2 separate regions of the Mus musculus genome follow, and region 1 is linked to region 2. The links are chromatin contacts, called in public promoter capture Hi-C maps. All regions are on one chromosome and are shown on one strand. Each heading gives the region's core, a stretch centred on a gene start, on an enhancer-like site or on the middle of the called end of the contact. The rest is flanking DNA. Distances are from core to core; before and after follow the strand shown. Region 1 holds the start of Usp25 (ubiquitin specific peptidase 25). Region 2 has its middle 16 kb from the start of Gm30726.

The links. Promoter capture Hi-C pulls out the DNA fragments that hold promoters and counts their contacts.
Region 1: a promoter capture Hi-C map of pre-B cells shows a contact between it and region 2, with 3 times the contacts expected there. The contact joins the promoter of Usp25 here to the enhancer-like site in region 2. A contact is called at or near these places in 3 of 39 promoter capture datasets (3T3-L1-derived adipocytes, liver and pre-B cells), 1 of 484 Hi-C or Micro-C datasets (macrophages) and 1 of 115 datasets of contacts at active chromatin or transcription factors (pancreatic cancer cells).

What each region holds. Positions count from the first base shown.
Region 1 is chr16:77,012,003-77,015,754 of GRCm38.p6, forward strand. It overlaps Usp25 (ubiquitin specific peptidase 25), which reads left to right and starts at 2,067. Exons shown (of 24, transcript NM_013918.2): 1 at 2,067-2,138. The coding sequence starts at 2,094.
Region 2 is chr16:76,530,853-76,534,818 of GRCm38.p6, forward strand. No RefSeq gene overlaps it. Among named protein-coding and RNA genes, the nearest start is that of Gm30726, 16 kb to the right of the region's middle. Within about 2 kb of position 1,784, at least 72 of the 459 cell types and tissues checked have an H3K27ac peak or open chromatin away from gene starts, as enhancers often do. A contact at or near this core is called in liver and pre-B cells, where this site is marked.

The sequences.
Region 1 (3,752 bases), core at 817-3,316, 480 kb after region 2:
AAAATCATTGAATGAGTAAGAAATCTTCAGAAATGAGCTGGAAATTAAATCTCTAGGTGGGCTATTAAACTTTTATCTACTAGGTAGGTACTAAAGATTTTAAAACTAAGACTAAATAATGAAACTCTGGGGAATTATTGTACTACCAAATTCCTGAAGTTAAAGTTGAATATCTGGCAATAGATTTAAAAAAAAACCATTGTAATAGTTTTTTCACATTAATTTTTAACTTTTTAAAAGCAGTGGTCCTGAAGATCAAATGTGTAGCTATGTGCTTCCATGCTTACTACTAGTGAGCAGTATCTCAAATCTCAGGTAATTTTTGTACTTTTGAATGGAAGAAAATGACCTTGTAAAACTCTCTCCCCTGTGGAGAATCACAAAGCTACTCTGTGAATGAGAAGTTACAGCGCTGAGGTCTCTAACTGTGGAAACGTAGCTCTGAGGTCCATTCTCAGACACGTGCTCTCCGGGTCTGTGTTCTCATAAACAGCATGTGCTCTGGAATTCTTGCAGTATCCATAAAATTCCTCACCTCCAATCATTTCACAACCTTTGTAGTCAAGGATTTAGGACCATGAATGAAGTCAAAATTTAAAATTTGTCAAACGAACATGACAAATACAAGGAAGGAATCACAAAAGAGGGTTGAAGACATCCCAAAGGAAGATTAGATGTGGTTATAAAGTACAAAGAGTTATTACAAGACTTTTTCCGAGTTATTATGATGATATAAGACCTGGTATTTCTTGGATTCTTTACCAAGCCTGCTTTTCTTGCCGTGGATTAAATTACAGTCTAACTTGTATGTGCACTGTATTATTGTATTTGTAACCCTGTGCTCATTAATCTACCCTCCCCTGGGTCTCGGTCTTACTCTGTCCCTAGTTTAGCTGGTGCAATTGAAGATATTTTACTTCCAGGTTTCTTACTTACTGTTAGGCTTTTCCTCCAATTCCGTTTACAGTAGACTATTCCACATACGGTAGTTAATCGTTTGTTTAATTTGGCAACAGGGATATTAGAATTATGCATCATCTAGGCAGTGATTCTTTCATAATGTTGTTTGCCTTATGTCTATTCATTTAGATTCTCTTCAGTAAATAAACCTTAAATCCCCAGTCTAGCAGTGACTGTCACACATTCCAGTGCATGAAATAAACACAGAATGTCAGTCCTGATGTATGTAACGAATAGTTGAGAAAAGTACAGTCCAGAAGGACTTCTAACAGCGTTCTGCTTATTTGACTTTTTTCTTCCAGCAGGTTCATGGCTTGTGAAATTCCTAGAAAGGCTTGGGTGACATAGGAAATAGCTGGAGTTCTGGGCCCGCCCAGGTTTTGGGACATTACAGGTATGGAAGGACGTTGATTGTTTTGGAGACCGTTAGACAGGAAGGTGATCTGGTATACCGTCCTATGGCTCTAGCCTCGACTGGGGGTCGGGGGGTCGCAATGTCAGAGTTTAGCAAGAGCCTTAAATGGTGCACAGTAACCTGCAGGATGGGCGGTTCTGGCCGTCCAGCCCGCGCGCTGAGAGGAGCTTAGACGGAGGGCGGGGCCCACCAGGGGGCGGGGCAGCAACACAGCCCCTCCTTCCGCTCCCGCGGGTCACAATGTAGGGTTAGGACGGGTGGGGCGGGGCAGAGCGGGGGCGGGGCAGGAGGGCGGGGCGGGGGCGGTGACCGCGGCGAGGGAGGGGCTGGAGGCGGAGTCGCGGCGGCCGGAGGACAGCGCCATTCCGGGTGGCCGCTCCCTCCGTCCGCTTGCCGCCGGCCCGCAGTGGTCCCCCCGGAGCGGTCAGGCGAAGCTGAGTGCGAACGCGTGACGCGGCCCGGCTTGATCGTGCTCTCCGTCGCCTGCGCCCATGGGCCGGGCCGCCGCGGCTCAGCGGCGCTGAGGATCGGGGCGCAGAGGACCTGAGGCGGCCGCGGTGGCGCTCTCCGGTAGCGTCTCGCCGCTTGCCCGCGGGGCCCGCGTTCGCCCGCCGCCATCGCCTTCGCGCCCGGCTGGCGGGGGCGCCGTCCTCCCGGGCCGTCCGCGTCGCTGCCCCGGGCCCGGTAGAGCGCGACAGGCGGGGCCGCCGCGGGGGCCATGACCGTGGAGCAGAATGTGCTGCAGCAGAGCGCGGCGCAGAAGGTGAGGCGCGGGCTGGTCGCCGCTCCTCGACGGGCCGCGTGGCCTCCCGGCCGGCCGGGCCACTCCGGGAGCGTCGCGCTCGGTCCCGCGGGGCTGCGTGCGGAGCGGGGTGTGCAGTAGTGAGAGGCTTCGCGTCCACTCCCTTCTGCGGATTGCTCTCCCAGAACCGACGGCGCCGCGTCCCCAGAGTGACCCCCGCATTCCTCCAGTACTCACTCTGCCAGGCTTTGTAATTAAACTTTCTTCTCCTTCGCTTCCTTTTCCAGTCCCTTTTCTTCTGCAAGAATGTCACTTGTCACCCCTTTTGGACAGTTTCTCTTTCGGAGGTCTTATTGTGCCAGGCCTGCTGTTCTGGGGAAAAAAAAACCGGACCTCCCCAAAACGAATTACCTGTCTTCCAGGGCAGGTACATCGCATCGACCCAGGGTGGAATCTGTACAAGTAGAGTGTTTGGTTGGTTATTCTTTCTTTTCTTTATTTTATTCTCTCTTGGATCTAGAAAGTATCTCGCGCGTAAGGAGACCTTTATGGCTGTTACTCAAATCTTTTGTCCCCTAAGTTTGACCTTGCTCTCTTGTTCGTTCTTTACTCTAGCATCAGTTTCACGCAGAGTTAGGGGGGTCATCACATATTGTTTCTCGAACAGTATCTTGCTAGTTCTAGGTTTTACTTTAAGAATCTTTAAAAGCTCCAGCATAGCTTGCTCCATGTCCTGAAGAGCAGACGGTCATTACTTGTTCTGCCCTCCCCCCTCCCCCCTTATTGGTGTGAAAAGCATTTTGAGCACCGGGGAAATGTTGGCTTAGTTGAATTCTAATTGTAGGAGCAATTAGGTATACAGTGAACAGCCAGAGCCTCCTTTGGCTCATCGGTGTGAGTAATGGATGCCACACCCTGCTGTAGTTTTGACACTAGGTACTTGCTGTAAAGCCTACCTGTGCTTGTCTTTAAAGTGAGGCCTGTTGTACTAAAAAATAGACCAATACCTTCAAACAGCCCCCCCCCCCCGTTTTTTTCTTTTTGTCATTAAAATAGTTTTAGCATTTTATGTTCCTTGAGATAACCAAAGATGTCAGAGAATGTTGGAAAGTAGGGATAGTGCATTGTTATTTTAGACACTTTGGTTAAAGTTGGTTTTGGAGCCTATTTTAGTCTATGCTTCTTGCACATTGAGACGATTATGGTGAACTGTGATGTAGTTTGTAATGTGGCAGAAGAATTCAAGACTGAATAACAATAACGAAGAAAACAGTTGGCCTCCCAATTCTGTATGTTGTTCCTAGAACACTATAATCTTTAGATGTTGATGTTGAATGTGTGCTGTAGTTTTGGTTGGAAGGTCATGGGATCTTTGGCATGTTAAGCAATAGGCTCAGTAGCATTTTCTTTATACTCATTTTGCATTTTAAAACGTCTTTATCTCAAAGTGGGAAAAGTTGCTGTCTTTTTTGCTTCTCTTAAACTTCAAGATTGCAAGGACTTTATGGGTTTTGTCTTTCGTTTTGACTAAACCACTTCTTTGCATAGTCAGATAACTACCTTGATGGCTCAGAACTGTATACATAAGTCTGTAGAATCAAGAATCAAATTACTGAAAGTTAACTTTGTTTTCTA
Region 2 (3,966 bases), core at 534-3,033:
GACGGGCTGAACATTGACTTCTGACTCCCGTGATCTTATTAACCATCTGAGCAGAAATACCATGACTCTCCCAATGGGATCAACAGAGGCCAGGAACTTCCCTCACCCCAGGGTATTTGGCCATCTTCCTTCTTCCTCCTTCTACACCCCTTCTGGAGGTAAGAGTCATCCTATCCCTTTCTCTGCAGTTTTGCTGGAGTCAGAGGGATTAGGCAATGGGCGTGTACTGCAAGACGCCAGCCCCACCCATGGGTCAGAGCTCATGGCCAGGTTACTCACACAGAGGTCAGTATGGTTGGCTGCTGCCACTTTGCCCAGGCTGATACCACTGGTCAGATCCAGGCTCTGGTACTGTTGGCCAAAGCCCTAGTTTAAGCATTGCAACCAGGAGGACACTCTGATGGCTGAGTAGAGCCTGCACGGACTTACTTCCAGGTTCACGTCTGGAATATTGGGATTTATCCTAGGAACCAAGGAAGAGCGGGCGAAGAATGATTGAAAGTTTACAAATTAGGAGAAGTAACTTTGCTTCTACAAAAGAAAAAAAAATAAATATGGGATATTGATTATATCAGTTAAATGACAACTTGACCTAAGTAAAACCAGCATCTTCAACTGAAAATCCTCTTACATGTTTAGTGGCTCACTGTAAAAAGGCAACAGCACTTTCCCTAACTTCTTATTTGCCTCTAAATTTCCCCTATAAGTTAGCATTTGTGATGCTTTATATTTGTTTTTATATATATTTTTAGCCTCTCTCATAAAAATAGGTTTGGGGTCTCCATCCTATGTGATTTTTTTACTTACCCTCTGCATTTGAAGAGAAGCTTTGAAGATGTACCAGTCTATTTTCAACACTGCAAGTTTGGGCAAACTTACCTGTGAACTTGGGTAGAGAGGCTATCACTGACTGATTTATCTTGTTCCCAACACCTGAATAGTCCCTCCAAATTCTTTCATTCAAAACGCAGGAGAGTAACCGGAGGCTGTTCTAAGCTAAAAAGCCCCCTTTTGTGTGTGTTTTCTGGAGTAGTCTCTGCAGATAGGCTTCCTTCCTGATGTTTATAGTTAAGACATGTGCTGCGTACTGCTAAAAAGATGACTGACTCCGCATCTAGCTCTTGATCGTCCTATCTCTTTGTATTTTTCAGGTGCCCAAAGAAGCTTTTTCAAATAAACGAGAGAAAATGATCCTAGAAATAGGCTAGGTAAAGAGTAAGGCAGAAAGAAATGCTCACAGTTTATAAACAGTAAAATGAAATTAGAACAGCGTGGCCTCTGAATGGCGGCAAGGCCACAGGACAACCCCTTTGTCTTTACAATGGTAGAGCACTGCAGTCAGCGCTCAGACCTACTGGGAATCCAGGAACTGGCTTTTAAGTTTTGCCGCAGACTCACTGTTCTGGACCAACTGGCCTTGGATTGAAAGGTCCTGGCCTGAATGACCTTGGACTGGATTTCCTGATCAGGCTGATAGTCGGGTTTCCTGCCTGCTAGGCTCTGAGTTTATAAGAGGAAAGGTTGCAAAGGGTGAAGGGCGGTATTAGGATAAACAAGACTTGAGTAGCCAAGGCAGGGAGATGGGTGCTACCGAAGGAAGGGCGCAGAAGCGAGCAGCTGAGGCCAGTCCCCCCCAGCTCCCTGCCATCTGGCTCTTGTTTTCTTATTTATTTCCGTGTGTATTTTGTTAAGCTCTCTTGATAATCTGGGAGATTTGCAGAGGAACGGAGAGGAGGAGGTGTGACTAACAAATGGAACCATGTAGTGACAGTTGGTGTTGCCTTCCTGTCTTTAATGTCTCCTCATTCTTCATGAGCCACCCCTCGCTGAGACGGGACATGGCTTCCACACTTCTCGAAAAGCAAAAGTATTTTGCATTTTTTTTTTTCCTGAAGCTCATAACAGCTGTAACAGCTCGTACCAGGCCTACCCATTAGAGGACAAGATATTCCAACCCATCTTCAAACGAAAGCCTGTTTGAAGCATCTTCACGTCTGTTAGGACCTGACAAAGCTTGCTTAGCTTGGTTTAGCCGAGCTTGCTGTGGAGTGAACGAACGAACGAAAGCCATAAAGAGTTAAGAATCTCCTGCACCCAGCCCTCCCCAGGAAAGAGGAAGTAAAACAGACTAATCTCATGACCTAAAAACACACATAAAGCTGCAAAATCATTAACTTTTACCTGGCATCGAAGCCAAACCTTTATACAGTAAGAATTTGGTTATTTCTGGTCTGCATTTCCACGTCGGCAGTGGAATGAAGTGGACTTGAGAGGAGTTGCGCGCTCTTAGGACTCAAAGGCCAACTTTTAACAGACCACGGTTGCTTTGGCTTCTTAAGTCCGGTTGTCACTCAGGAGTAGCCGATCAGAGTCCTTTCTATGAAGCCTTGAGGTTAGCCAGTTACAAAATAACAAAGTTGATTCTTTAAAATTTAAATAACATTTTTAGTACATTGAAAAAAAAAACTGTCAGTACTTTTTTTTTTTTCTTTCCTTAGAGGTCTTTGGTCTGAATAGTAAATTATCCCTTGTTCATTTGTGTGTGGAGGAAGAAAAAAATTATGTAACTTAAGCTTGCTCCTCTCCATACTTCCCCCGAATACCGAGACCAAAGAATTGATTTTATTTATTTATTTATTTATTTATTTATTTATTTATTTATTTATTTATTTATTTTCAGCTTTGGCTGAGTGTAATGACCTGTTCAATAGTGATGTTTCTCCCCCTCGTCCCTGATTTTCTCTCCTTCCCTCTCCTCTTCTCTCTTTCTCCAACTCTGTCCTTTTCTCCTCTAGGACATTTATGTTCCTACTATGTACACTGGACTGTCATGTTGAGTGTATCAGAATTCAATTTGAAAAAAATGAAAAACCCCAAACCCTCAGTCTTCAGAGTATTTTGAGGTAAACCGAAGACTAATACTCCACCTGTAGTAACAGAAGGTTCTGAGAACCTGAAAGCCTGGGAGAACTCAGGGCTGCAGAGAAGAAAGCTCACGGGGGACTCCGTACAGCGTTTGAGCTTTGAATTAGTTAGTACCAGAAGAAAAGCAAACCACTATCCAAGTATATGAAGAGAAAAGAGACACATGACAGAGCACACAGAATCACACTAGGACCCAGATAACATGGAGCTATGGTGTGTATCTTGGATTGGAGGCAAGGGCAGAACGGGAGAAGGAGGTGAGAGTCTGAGACAGAGGGAAGAGAGCTTCCCATGCGTGGCTATAGAATTTCTGGTGATTGTTCTGGAAAAACAGAAGCCACTGTAGGTGATCAGTATCAGGGATGGCACCATCCAGATTTTGAAAGATCACCCTTTCGAGTTCTAGAAATAGCCGAGTTGAAATAAGGAGCCATTTAGAAGTAGATATTTTCCTATTGAATAAACCTGGGCCAGTGCATTCGTTATGCCTCTAATCTGCAATTATTTTAGGCGCCGTGTCTTACTCTGTACTGGGCTAGGAAGAAATGATACAATAAGGTGGCCACTCACACGATTCTTGGCATACCAAAATGTCAGTGTGAAGGAGAGCTCACTTTCCTGGTCTTCAATATCAGCTCTACTATTCCAAACCTCTCTTGCTTTTTGTTTTGAAATGCGACAGCACCAATATATTAATAGTAACTACCCTTACAATCCTTTGAAGAATAATTGCATGGGCTAAGGAGATGGCTCAGTAGATAAACCTCTCCCATGGCAATGTGAGGACCCAAGTTCAGGTCCCCAATATCCCCATTAAAAAACAGGGCAGGTCTTGGCAACCTGTCTACCAAAGCTCAGAAACTAGAAATGGGATTTTCATCCCCACACCGCTCATTCCTGCCTGTTGAGACAAGTTGGCCAGATCCATTAGCAACTTTGTTGTGCTCATATTTCTAGTGACAGAGCATGCTTCAGTAAGTAACACAAGGAGTGATGGAGAAAAACACACAGCACCAATCCTACCTTAACCTAGCTTACACG